Regions from separate parts of the Gossypium hirsutum genome. Here region 1 is linked to region 2. Evidence: chromatin contacts called from public Hi-C data. All regions are on one chromosome and are shown on one strand. Each heading gives the region's core, a stretch centred on a gene start, on an enhancer-like site or on the middle of the called end of the contact. The rest is flanking DNA. Distances are from core to core; before and after follow the strand shown. Region 1 holds the start of LOC107887646. Region 2 holds the start of LOC107886405 (NAD-capped RNA hydrolase DXO1).

What was found. Hi-C and Micro-C count contacts between places; a contact is called where the count stands out from the background.
Region 1: a contact with region 2 is called in a Hi-C map of leaf, with 2.6 times the contacts expected there. The contact joins the promoter of LOC107887646 here to the promoter of LOC107886405 in region 2. A contact is called at or near these places in 10 of 34 Hi-C or Micro-C datasets (anther, callus, leaf and 1 more).

What each region holds. Positions count from the first base shown.
Region 1 is chrD08:57,310,718-57,316,820 of Gossypium_hirsutum_v2.1, forward strand. It overlaps LOC107887646, which reads left to right and starts at 4,151. Exons shown (of 3, transcript XM_016811891.1): 1 at 4,151-4,592; 2 at 4,785-5,021; 3 at 5,139-5,380. The coding sequence starts at 4,151. The coding sequence ends at 5,380.
Region 2 is chrD08:57,173,081-57,179,952 of Gossypium_hirsutum_v2.1, forward strand. LOC107886405 (NAD-capped RNA hydrolase DXO1) reads right to left here and starts at 5,294. Exons shown (of 14, transcript XM_016810356.2): 1 at 4,830-5,294; 2 at 4,098-4,330; 3 at 3,721-3,786; 4 at 3,540-3,618; 5 at 3,296-3,375; 6 at 3,180-3,203; 7 at 2,812-2,936; 8 at 2,399-2,615; 9 at 2,255-2,308; 10 at 2,029-2,075; 11 at 1,705-1,789; 12 at 1,418-1,481; 13 at 948-1,069; 14 at 639-865. The coding sequence starts at 5,205. The coding sequence ends at 966. LOC107886407 (coiled-coil domain-containing protein 97) reads right to left here and starts at 457. Exons shown (of 4, transcript XR_001680757.2): 1 at 106-457; 2 at 1-13.

The DNA of each region.
Region 1 (6,103 bases), core at 2,901-5,400, 140 kb after region 2:
TCGGTTAGAATCTATTACTATACGAAAACATGATTTGAAAACTATCAGGAGATATTACACTATCACATGTTATATAATGACATGTATAACTAGACTCATATACACTACATTAGTTCGAGAATTGACTAAACCGTAGCTCTGATACCAATACCTCCCTTGCCTGAAAGCTTAGCTTCTTCTTGATTTGATAGGCTTCCCAGACTTACAATCAAACAAACAGACATTTCATGTTCATCTCACATTTAAGTAAAAAAAACATTCATAATCAATCATATAGTCCTAATACGAGCCCTCGAGGCCCAAAATAAACATAAAAAACAAAGCGAGACTAAACCGAGTACTCAAGAAATTTTCAAAAAATATTGAATTTTTTTAAAGTGTAGGGGACATACGCCCGTGTGGTCAGACTGCGTGGGCATTCGAAATAAGGACACATGACCGTATCCCAGCCTATGTCTGTACCCGTGTAACTCATTGACTTGGGTCACACGGCCAAACCGCACGCCCGTGCGCTAGGCCATGTGGACAAAAATAGACCATTTTTCAGGCCATATTTCTCACCTAAAATGGTACCAACCTAAACACAATAATTTGCATATAAACAAGACATAATTAGACATTCAAAACCAACCAATATCAAGCTCATAACATGTTATAATACCACATACAACCATGATACTTATAGGCACCTCAACTGACCACTTAATTACATGCCAAATATGTCTCCAAAATCTACCTAAATGGTCAAACACATATATGCATCTTTGTGCCTAAAACTTAACATGTATGCCACTTATCAATCTCATCTATTTGCTACCAAAACTACCAATTCACAACCAAGACATTCTCATGGCAACCATATACCACATACAATAAGGCTATTTACCTATTTACATAACAAAAGGTATGTCCACAATACAAGCCAATTAAAATGGCTAAAATACAACAAAACATATAGGCTACCATGAGCCAAAATGACCTATACATGCCTTTTAACCAAAATATATTGTCAAATGTACCAAAATAAGCGTTTGATAGTGTAATGCAATCTCCGACAACTTCCAATCCGAACGAACTTCCAAACCACTATAAAACATGGAAAATAAAATAGAGTAAGCAATTAAGCTTAGTAAGTTCGTATAACTAAAAATACAACTTACCGTTCAACCATAATTTAGGTAAGTAAAATTAAGGTATAAAACAACTCCATTTTGGCCCAAAAGCCTAATACATAATCATCAACCATGTTAGCCATATATTCATATGTCAAATATATATCACTTCTCGTATTTCACATAAATGTCTGTACTAGTTCATATAGAACTCATATAATCCTTGTAACAACACTATGCCCGTTGAACCATTTGGAATACTATCGGATACACGGGTATCTCACACACTATGTGCCAACACATGGTCAAAACCACTACGATCTCATATCTTATATCAATGCTCTCCATCGAGCCATAACTGGGTCTGTTCACACAAGCTGCCAGTCAAGACGTAGCTACATAGTGTTGTTTAGACATGCTGTAAAGCAACCGCAACACATGCCAAAAAATCAGCCATCGGTAGGACGTACGAGACCAGCACCAAAAACACGGTAACCCCTAATGACATGTCATTTGTATCCTATCTATTCCTAAGGTTCAACCGGGATCCATAAGTCGCTGAAACTTCGTCGAGTATTTTTGTGGAGTCGTATCATTAAGAATGAAATAATAAAGCATTTAAAACACATATAATTTAATGCTTATTAAACATACGAACTTACCTCGAATTTATATGAAAAAATTCGATTGATTACTCCAAATGAAAAAATTCGATTGATTACTCCAACACTTTATCTTTTCCCCGATATAATTCCATACGTTGCTTTTCTTGATATATATAATCAAATTTAACTAATTTAAACCACATTCTATTCAATTCAATCCAAAATCATGTTATGGCAAACTTTCCATTTTGCCCCTATACTTTTGACTTCTTTACAAATTTGTCCCTAGGCTTGTAAAATGAAATTCATGCAATTTCACCCCTAAACAAGCCTAGCAAAATTTATTATATGTTTATAGCAGCCTAGAAATTTCACAATTTCACACATTTACCACAAAATTTTTACATTTCTCAATTTAATCTCTAATTAACAATTTTATTAAAAATCACTTAACAAAAGTTGTTTAACTCCCAACAAAAATTCATTTTCTTCCATTAAACTTCACAAACAACTAAAATGCTCTCATGTTAAAACCCTAAACTTCCAACCAGTTTGCAAATTATTCCCTTAGTTAGCTAGATTAAGCTACAACTATCCCGAAAACATAAAAATCATTAGAAACGGGATAAGTTTTCACTTACATACAAAGGATTTACTTAGGCAAAATTTTCAAGCTTCCATGGCTCTTCCTTGCTGAAAATTTTTGGTTCATGCATGTACAAAAAAGATGATAGTTTTGTCTTTTATTTTATTTTTATCTTTAATTACTTAATTACTAAATTACCCTTACTTAACTTTAAAAATTACCATATAAGGACCTCCACTTTAAATTTCTACAGCTATTTAATACCTTTAGCTAGTAGAACACAACTTTTGCACTTTACGCGATTTAGTCCTTTTCATCAAATTGAACATGTAAACGTTAAAATTTCTTAACGAATTTTTTGACTTCAGATTTGTTGTCCCGAAACCACTATTCTGATTTTACTAAAAACGAGCTGTTACAGTCACCCATGATGGAAACTCAACTCAATGCTTGGTATAACATTAAGTCTTGAGTTCAATGATACCAAGTACATCATTAGTGTGTGACTGCTAGCACTATATAATATATAATATACCATCCTAAGGGAAAAAATGCTAGGTACCCGTAATGATAAGGGAATGATGAATATTATACTCTTAATAGAATCATAACATAAATATGGTAAAGTGTTATAATTACGAGAACACTCTTGATGAAATCTACCTATGTGAGTAGAAGTGTGGCTGCTTCTAAGAGCTCAAGGGCTTGGTTCTGAAAATACTCATGAAAAGAGGTTATAGACATATGACCATAATAGTATCCCTAGAAATTGTGCATTGATTGATGTTGAAATCATTGTGTAAGATGTGTTCGGTTAATCAAATGGAATAGCTGGTTCAAAGTATGGTCTACCATTCAATTTCGGTTAACTCTAACATGTTTTCACTAAGTGAAGGTTCAATCGTAAGACACCTTCATTTATGCAATTGATTTCCAAGGTTATCAAAATCTATAATATTTTGAAAATGGGGGAAGGGAGATTATCGGAACATTTTCAATATATATATAGTCTTCCAATAGTTGCAAATAAAAAGTTATAAGAAACCAAAAGTTAAGTCACGTCAATATTAACAAATAGTCATAATTATTCAAGTAGACATCTATTAAATAATTATATTTATTGCTAAAAATATAACTATCCATTTGGATAGTTATGTCCCTATAAAAAAACATTAGACCTCCTATAAATAGGAAAAAAATTTCATTTGTATGACATACCAGAAAACACATCAAAAATTTATTTCTATTCTCTTACCATCTTTTATATTCCTAGATTGATCAATAAAGAATTACTACAAAAATTATTTATAGAAATTAATAACCTTGTTATACTTTGCTCAATACTTAGTGGACTATTTTCGCCATTGCAAAATATAAACAATTATTAGGCTTTATTATATTCTCGAGTTTCATTTATTACCAACTCTTTTGCACACTATAATATAATATAGGTGTGGAATAAAACTTAAAAAAAACATTAATACACACGTTAAAACCTTTATTAATTTTTCATAAATTCATTTTTATCTCCGCTCACCAACGCAACAAACCCTTTCACTATCCACCAATAGCAATAGATTAGATGACGCTGAGATAGACAAACAAAGAGAGGCAGAGTGGGCTCAGGCTCAGCCACTTAGATTAGTTGGCCGTTAACTAGTTTGGTACCGCTAAAAAGCTCCTTGCGTGTTTCTCCACCGCTTCCCTCTGGCACGTTAGACTCATCACCCAACCGCCTTCACTACCTCTCTTCCCTCCTAAAACAAACAAATGCTCTCTTCTTTCCCAACTTACGCTTTCATTTTCTTTCCCTTTATCCTACATCCATCCCCAACTTATCTACCCGTATGGCAACCCCGCAGTCCTACTCCGCTACCGCCACACAGCGCGTTGCTCCGCCCTGCTGGAGCAAGGAGGAAACCCTGGTGTTGATTGAGGCTTACAAGGAAAAATGGTTCGTTCTTCGATGCCAGAACCTCAAGGCATCCGACTGGGGAGCCGTGTCTTCCGCTGTATCTTTCGCTTCTGGTCCTGAAACCATGAAATCGTCCGTTCAATGCCGTCATAAGATCGAACAGCTGAGGCAGCGGTTCCGTGCGGAAAAGCAACGGAGCCTTAAAAACCGAGGCAAGTTCTCTTCTTCGTGGGACTTGTTTCCTCTGCTTGATTCTATGAATTTCGTACCTGTGTCGGTCAACGGATCTGCTGATCAAGAAAATCTTTATTATAATAAAGATGGCGGGTTTTGCTGGAAATTGAAGAATCATGAAAAGATTTATGGGAATCTGGGTCTGATCTAGGTTTTGATCATTGTTTAAGTGGTGGGTATGGTTCAATCTTGTATTTTGATCACAAAATTGGAGGTGGGTATGGGGTGAAGTTGCAGGATAACGGGGATTCTGTGACTGAAGGAATTAAAAAATTTAAGATTAATGGTGGAACTAGAGATGGTTATGATTCTATGACTGATTTTCATCATAGTTTTAGTCAAGGTATTGATAGTGTTGGACTTGGGAAGGCTCCTCTCAAGACCTCAGGTAGGAGTGGCAAATGCAGCACTCAGTAATGAGGATGTCCCAAAGACCTCAGGTGATAAGAGTTGTATGAACCTAGGGTTCAAGCCAAAGAATCATGGTAGCTCTAATCTCAATTATGATTACGATAACGATTTGCAAGAGTACGTAGACGAGGGAATGGGGTTTCAAGCAAAAGTTTCAGGTGCTTGGGATTCAGTCCCTCGAGGTTTTCATCAGAAGAAATGTGGTGTAGTTAATAGGTGATTTAATCCTGGTGTTGATGACTATAGGGGTTTGAATGGATTTGCTTCTTGTTCAGGGCCAGAACTCGGAGTGAAGAATGGTAATGGTGGAGTCAAGAGGGGCATGGATCCAGTGGAGGAGATGGTTTCCTCAATTAAGTTGTTGGCTGAAGGGTTTGTGAGGATGGAGAAGATGAAGATAGAGATGGTGAAGGATGTCGAGAAGACGAGAATGAAGATGGAAATGAAGCATAATGAGATGATACTTGAGTCACGACAAAAGATCATGGATGTGTTTGCCAAGGCATTGTTGGAATAGACGAATAGGAAAAAAAGAAGAAATAACTTCCACGGTATTGCCTAATGTAAATGAATGAGGTTGAAGAACGGCGAGGAGATGATATGATAAGAGACCAAAAAGAATATTTGAGATAATATAGTTTACATTATCTCTTTTATTCAATGAAATTGAGATGCCTCTGTATTTTTATTCATTTTAGAAAGCTGCACCCCAAGGTTTATTTCATGATGGTTTGACTTTGAGCATTGATGAAAACTTCAGCTTGTGTTCATCCATTGAATCATGCATGAATGAGAATTTGATTTAAAGTAAGACAGAGAGTTTTCATTTGGTTTCTGGTTTTCAGTACTTTGAAAGTTTTGGGGACCTATCCTATGAAGGGATTCATAGAAGTAATAATAGATGCAAGGATGGCATGATGACCTGACGGTAAAATCAGCTTTCCATTCTCGATGCCAATGAGCGTAAGTTATTGATGTGATTTGGGCCACTAAAGAAAAGAAAAAAGAAAAGGTATGAGAAAACACCCAAAAGTCCAAAAAGTTTGGGCCACTAAGGTCTGGACGAAAAGACTAGTTGCTTTCACCAATCAAAGTGGGCAAAACGTACCATAGAAAAAGTTGTATTTTATATCAGATCCCACCAAATGTAACATCGAATAATCAGAACCTTGAATCATATGAACGGATTAAAACCCACTGCAACAATGCTTAATTTAATGTTATATGACAGACTGCCGTT
Region 2 (6,872 bases), core at 4,044-6,543:
GACCCATATCTTTCTGCATCGCCAACATCAATTTAGTTTTAAAAAAAAAGACTTTTAACACAATTCATGGAAAAAAGAAGTGAAATTGAAGGAAAAGGATAGTACCTAAGAAGACAGGGACGTCACGGGAAAGGAGGTCGTGGAGGATGGATTTGCGATTGGAGGGATCGGAGGCCGAAGATTGAAGGGCGCGTGGGAAATAGAGATTATCGAGAGCCGACAGCCTCTCCGTGATGGTCTCCATCGCTTCTTCGCTAACTTTTCTTTCCATCTGGATCGATTTGAGAACCTTCAAAACCCCAGCTACACCGTTCTATTTTTCTCATATGCAAGCTTATCAATGTTGTCGGCTATTCAAGGCGGTTTTTTTTTCCTGGGCTTGGACGTTGGCAGGCCTTACCAAAACGATATCATTTTACATTCTAACACTTTTGCTTTATGAAATTTATGATCACGTGTTGCTCACCAGATAGTCCCCCGCTCGGACATCGGTCCCCGTATTTCATCAAACACTTCCATTTTGTTTCCCCAATCGAGTCCTTGTTTACAAACAAAATATACATTTTTTTTAAATTTAAGTTCAATTAAATATCAAAATTCTTAATAATTTAAGTAGTAACTCGTACTTTTAGAAACCATTGAAGTTTAATATTTGGAACTTGTATTAATAGCAATAATGCTTCTAGAAAAGCACAGCAGAAATAGCATCTACCTCTCACGAGTTTCATCAATACACTAAAATGGGAGCTATTTAAATCTAATTACCAAAGGACAATTTTTTAACTTATGAATCTACCAAGTTGGGGGGTTTGCCTTTACAAACAAAGGCTGAACTTGGGGGAACTTTATCATGTGTGATGTTCATCTGCAAAATCAAAGTTAGTAAAAATATAAACCATCCTCTTTGTTTTGATCCTGTATTTGAACTATCTGAATTACAAACTAACAAATAAGTCTGTCGATGACTACGATTGTTCAACGTGATTAGTAATCGCATCAGGGCAAGATTGTGCTTGTAGAAGCTCTAATCGGTTGAATGGTGGTGCGAATTGTAGTATGTAGTCCTCATCTGAATCCAACAAAAGAAAAAGAAAAAAGTACAATCACACAGTCAATATCTAAATATTAGCTCCATAGGATTTACTAAGATAAGGAACTACAAAAACCTCCATGATGCTCCAAGTTGATTTTCCTCAATCATATAAACTACTATATATTTCTACCAAAAAACAACCAAAGGGGCGAAGATGAAGCCACAGAGTAGCGAAGTTGTTGTATTGACATTGTAGACCAGAGGGGTGCTGATGACACTTGAAGTTGATTTTATTCAATCTTATAAACAATTATACATTTCTATCAAAAACAAAGAAAGGGGTTCAAGCACATGTTGAAGTGGAAATGGAAGTTAGAATCTTACTCTCTTTGACTGTTCCGTAAAGCCAGCACAGTACCTCATCAGCAAATGCCAGGCAGACTCCTCCCTAAAGATGAGTTTTAAACAAGGAAATAAGTGACTAATGGCACAATGAGTCAATGAAATTGGAAAAGGGAAGCCATAAAAAGGGAAAAAACCAGTTCAGAGTATGTATATAGCCTAAAACCTTTGTTGCACGTGAGTAGTTCTTCACTATCACTGACTTACATCTTCAGGAGTACAATTTTTTTAAATCAACTCAGTAGATTATTTGCTGTAATATATAATACCTGCCAGTAATTCTTCATTTTCACTCGATGGGTGATGTCTTTGGTTCTTAGTCTCTCAGTGCGTACAAGTCGCCCTGCATCATCCCTACATCAAAACATGTCAATGGAAAAGTTCACATTTAACTGAAAAGAGAATAAACCCTAATACCAACAGCACCGCGGAACTGAACACCACTCAGCGTTATTTTTTCTGATAAATACAGCTTAGCACACTGAAACAATTTGTTATTATTTATCTCAAATATGCCTGAGTTAAACTTATTTTATGGAACAAAGTGATTTTCTAGGCAATTGAAGTTAGTACGAAATAACAACAGAAATTACCTAAATCCAATAACAATATAAGGAACGCCTGCCAGGAATGATTGAATCTGAGACAATAAAACAACCAAGTTATTTTGTCTGCAAATAAAGGCTAATTTGAAAAGGAAGAATGCCATTTCTCCATAAATAAACCAATGGAATACGAATATCTTAAAATAAGATATATAATTTCCATACCAAACTTCAGGGTAAGAAATATTCAGGTCCATTGGATAAAAAAACATACCCAAAACTTCAGCAATTTCTCTCTTTCATATCTTTCCTCTGTATGATAATCCAACTGCAAAGGCAGAAACATTCATGAGTTACTCAAGTAAACGGTTACAATAATGAGAAGGCAGCAAGTGAAGCGTTGGGAATCACTAATTACCTCACGACTTGTTTTCAACTCCACATAAAATCTTCTTCCCTCATCTGTTGAATCACAGCAATCCATTTCAGCACCCATCAGAATACGATGAGCCCCTAATTTGGTTTTAATCACCGAACAGTATTCAACATTGGCATCAACATGATGTATCCCTTCACCATCTTCTCTTCTTGGATCTTCAGTGGCAAGGCTCTCAAAACAATACCCCCAATAACATCTAAATTAAAAACAATTCAAAAGTAAAGCACTCAGATCATTAAGTCAATGAAATAAGCAATAAAGGAAATAAGCTGGGTTGCACGCCACCTCGAAGCCTTTGATTTCTTCGTATTGCTCACCCATAGGAAATTTTATTTAAAGAAAGAAGGATAAAAGTAGGAGGGGGATGTCATAAAAGTTTGGACTTTTGGTACCTTCGACGATCCAACTCTCTTCGTGGTCTCTCAGGCAGTTTATGCATGTCAAGATAGACAACACCATTCCGCTTGTGCACTCCCATTTCCCAAGGCTCATTTCTAATATAAGCAGTAGCCAGTATCTGCATGAAAACAAGAGAGTGTCCAGTGAAATACATAAAAAAGTGGTTTATCATCCATCAAATTCATAAATGAAAACTCAGATAAATGTTGTCACACATTAGGTGAAAAAGATTAGTAGTATCAAGGATGCTCGTATACGAGTGAAAGACTGATGAACATCAGTTCTCTACCCTCGTATCATTCCAAGTTATACAAAAGAAAAGAGGATTGTGAGTGTGCATTCTTTCTAGAGAAGCAATTACCTTATTAAGATTGTTGCGAAAAGTCTGCAAAAGCATAGGGAATATGGTTAGATGATATCCTTAATAAAAACCATTAAACGTAGAATTCACAGGTAAATGAATATCATTTTCCTTACCACAAAATGAATGTTTTGAAGAGGGATATTTTTGTCTCTTATGCAACCAAGAAGGTCACCAAAACCCTCAGAACCTAATTCTGGTCCAGCAAAAATCACAGGGTAGGCTGAATTGATTAGAACTCATACACAACCCCAAAGAAAGGCATAAATAAATGTAAGAAGTGCTTGTAATATGCATATCACCACAACACAAGACAATTTCAACATGATCAATTTCCAACTGTTCATAAATAAACCATACCTTTTTTCTCAATGAAGGTATCAAAACCTTGATTGAGATCAGCTCCGATCTCTTCAGTAATAAGACGCTTAAAAAGCCTCTGATGACATAAACAATAGACAAATATACAAAATGAGCTAATGTGGAAGACACATTATAAGACCTACTGAAAAATTACCATGCTGATATCCATAAAGCTTACCAAGCTGCAGTCATCAAAGTAGACATCTCCACCTTCTACACGGCTATAACAAGCAAGTTCACATGGCTGTCAAATTTAGTTGCCGCATTTAGCAAAAGGTAGCCCAGAAAAAAAATTACCTGACAACATGTGTATGTGCATGTATATAGAAGTAAAAACTTTACATGCTTTAAAGGGTATCTAAAGGCGTAAAGTGATTCCAAACAGACACTATCATGTTGACAAGAAGATCATAAAAATTTAAATACACAAAATAAAACATATAAAAATCCTGACAACCATTTTCACTATATCTGAAAGGGAAAATGATAATTTAGTATATCAACCCATAATTAACTGATGAATCATTAAAGAAAATGGAAAAATAATTCACTCACTTCCTGAAAAGCAATGCATTTTCTAGATAACGTCTCTTCACTCTTTGAAAATTTCAGCTCAGAAACGAAACGCTCATCACGATGTCCATTAGCAAATTTGTTTCCATACCCATAACCTTGCCTAGGAGGATAACCAGGACGGCCAAGGATACCAGCTCCTCTATCACTGGGCCAACGACCCCGTCCAAAACCTCCTCTACCTGGGTTATTAGTATTACGAATAACGGGCAATACTGCAAAAGAATAGTGAGAAAGAAGATTAGTCACCATTTGAACGGGAGACAAAGAAATTCAACCAAATATCAATTCAAGTGTTTCCTGTATATTACAGGAATTGCAGGCACAGCTAGTCTAAATATTCCTGCATATCATTGTCAAAGTTTTTTCCCAAATTTCCTCAAATAAAGCAATCAAATAGCTCATGTTTTCTTCCTGTGATCTTACAATCTAAAAAACATTCAGTAAGCAGATAATAAGGAGTTCATAACATCTCCTATAGCTTATATGTTAAATTTAGCTGTTACTAGATGGCTAGCTGGCCATATAGTTAATTACTTATACATAAAGATTACTCCCTAAAACTAAAAAAATTCCCAGAATTCAAATCAAAAGTTTTATATTTTAATATATGGTAGAGAAATCTCCTAAAAAAAGGAATGGTTGCACTTCAAAATCCCCAATTAGGGGCCGAATAACTGAATCTAATAGAGAAATAATGAAATAAAGAATTACCAGGAATAGGGAAAGGGCTAGTGGCAGTGGTTTTACAGTAATCTTCGTTATCAGACCCAAAGAGATCTTTCTCCTCTTCTTCCTCTTCATACCCAAAAATACTCCTTTCAATATTGTCATTATAATCATAATTATGGGTATTAACATTGCTAACTTCTTCTCCATTTTCCTCTTCTCCTCCGCTGCTAGCGCTTCCACTGGCACTGCTGCTATCTCCGCCGTCGCTGCCGTTGGACGAAGAAGAAGCCGACGACGACGATGAAGCGGAGGATGATGATGAAGATGAATGAGATGAAGAGGATTCACGGGAATCATCGCGATTGTCGTTGTTATGGTCATCTCCAAAGAGGTCCACATCTTGCTCCGAGAAATCCATATCGGAGATTATATGCTTTTAGTTTTGTCTTTCGGTCTCTCTCTCTCAGAACAAAAGGAGCAAAGCGAATTTCTGCGTTTGAGGTTTTGGTCCCTTTTTTAATATATATATTTTAACAGTTCCTTTTCATGTCGACTCGGTGTAAAAACTCAAGCGAGTTGACTCAGTCTATTACAGTACTACATTTTTATTGGGCTTTTATGAAGCAATTTTGGACGGGATTGGGCCATCTTGAATTAAATGAAAACTTAAATTACTATTTACTGTCCGGTTTGCTTTTGTAGCCTACATTTGGCACACATCTCTCCCCACGTCTATGTAAAACCTTCAATTTGAGCTACGGATTTACTGCCACCTACACCATGTTTTTTACTATTTTTGGTAAAAAAAAAACACCTTAGGTGACTTATGATAATAAAAAAAATATTAATTATACCTATATGTATTTATGTTTCATGTTTGTATTTTAGAATATTATAACTTTCCCCCTCAAGTTGAGAGGTGATATAAATTTTTAACCCCCCAAGAACATCAAATACTCATGTTGCTTGATTCCAAGTGCTTTAGTCATCAAATCTACAAATTGTTCAGTTGTCCTAATGTGTTGCATTTGAATCAACCCTTCTCGAATATTGTTTCACACAAAACGATAACCAATCTCTATATGCTTGGTGCGTTCATGAAATACAAGGTTTGCTGCGATTTGAAGTGTTGCCTGACTATCTAAAAAAATTAAAGACATATCAAACCTATTAAGGCATATTTCTTTCAACAAAGCATCCAACCAAACAACCTCTGCTACTACTACTACCATACTCTTGCATTCAACTTTTACTAATGAATAAGACAGTGTTTTGCTTCTTTGACTTCCATGAAATGAAGGAGTCTCCAAGCTTACACAAAAACCAATAGTTGACCTTCTAGATATAAGACATGAAGCCCAATCCGAATCACAAAATGCAACAAGCTGTGGATTATTAGATGCAGCCAACAAGATACCTTGACCTGGATTCCTTTTTATATTTCGAACTACTCAAAAAGCAACCTCTAAATGAGACTTCTTTGGTTTGTGCATAAATTGACTTAAGTGTTGAACTGCAAAAGATCTGTCCGGTCGTGTATTGGTCAAATATAACAACTTGCCCAAAAGTCGCTGGTATACTGCAACATCAGGAATAAATTTATCACCATCAGCTGTCGGTTTTACAGGCTCATCATTCTTAATTGAAGTGAGTTTTTGATTCTGTTCAAGAGGTGTACCAGCGTTTCAATAAGTTTTAGATTCCACTGTCTATAAGCTTGCTTCAAACCATACAACTACTTGTGCAAACAACACACCTTGTGCTCCCCCTATTTGTGAAAACCTTCTGGAATGTCCATATAAACCGCCTCATGCAAACCGTCTCATGCAGATCACCTTGCAAGAAGACATTGTAAACATCTCCATTTGAAAAAGAGGTCATCCACTCATAGTAGCCATAATAATGACAGTCCTAATAATAACACGTTAAACCATAGGAGAAAAAGTTTCCTGAAAAATAACCCCAGCTTGCTGGTTGTACCCTTTTCCCACCACCTGGGATTTAAATCGTTCAATGGAACCATCATAATTATATTTGACTTTAAATCGTTCAATGTATAATTTTTATGCATTAGGAAGAAAAATT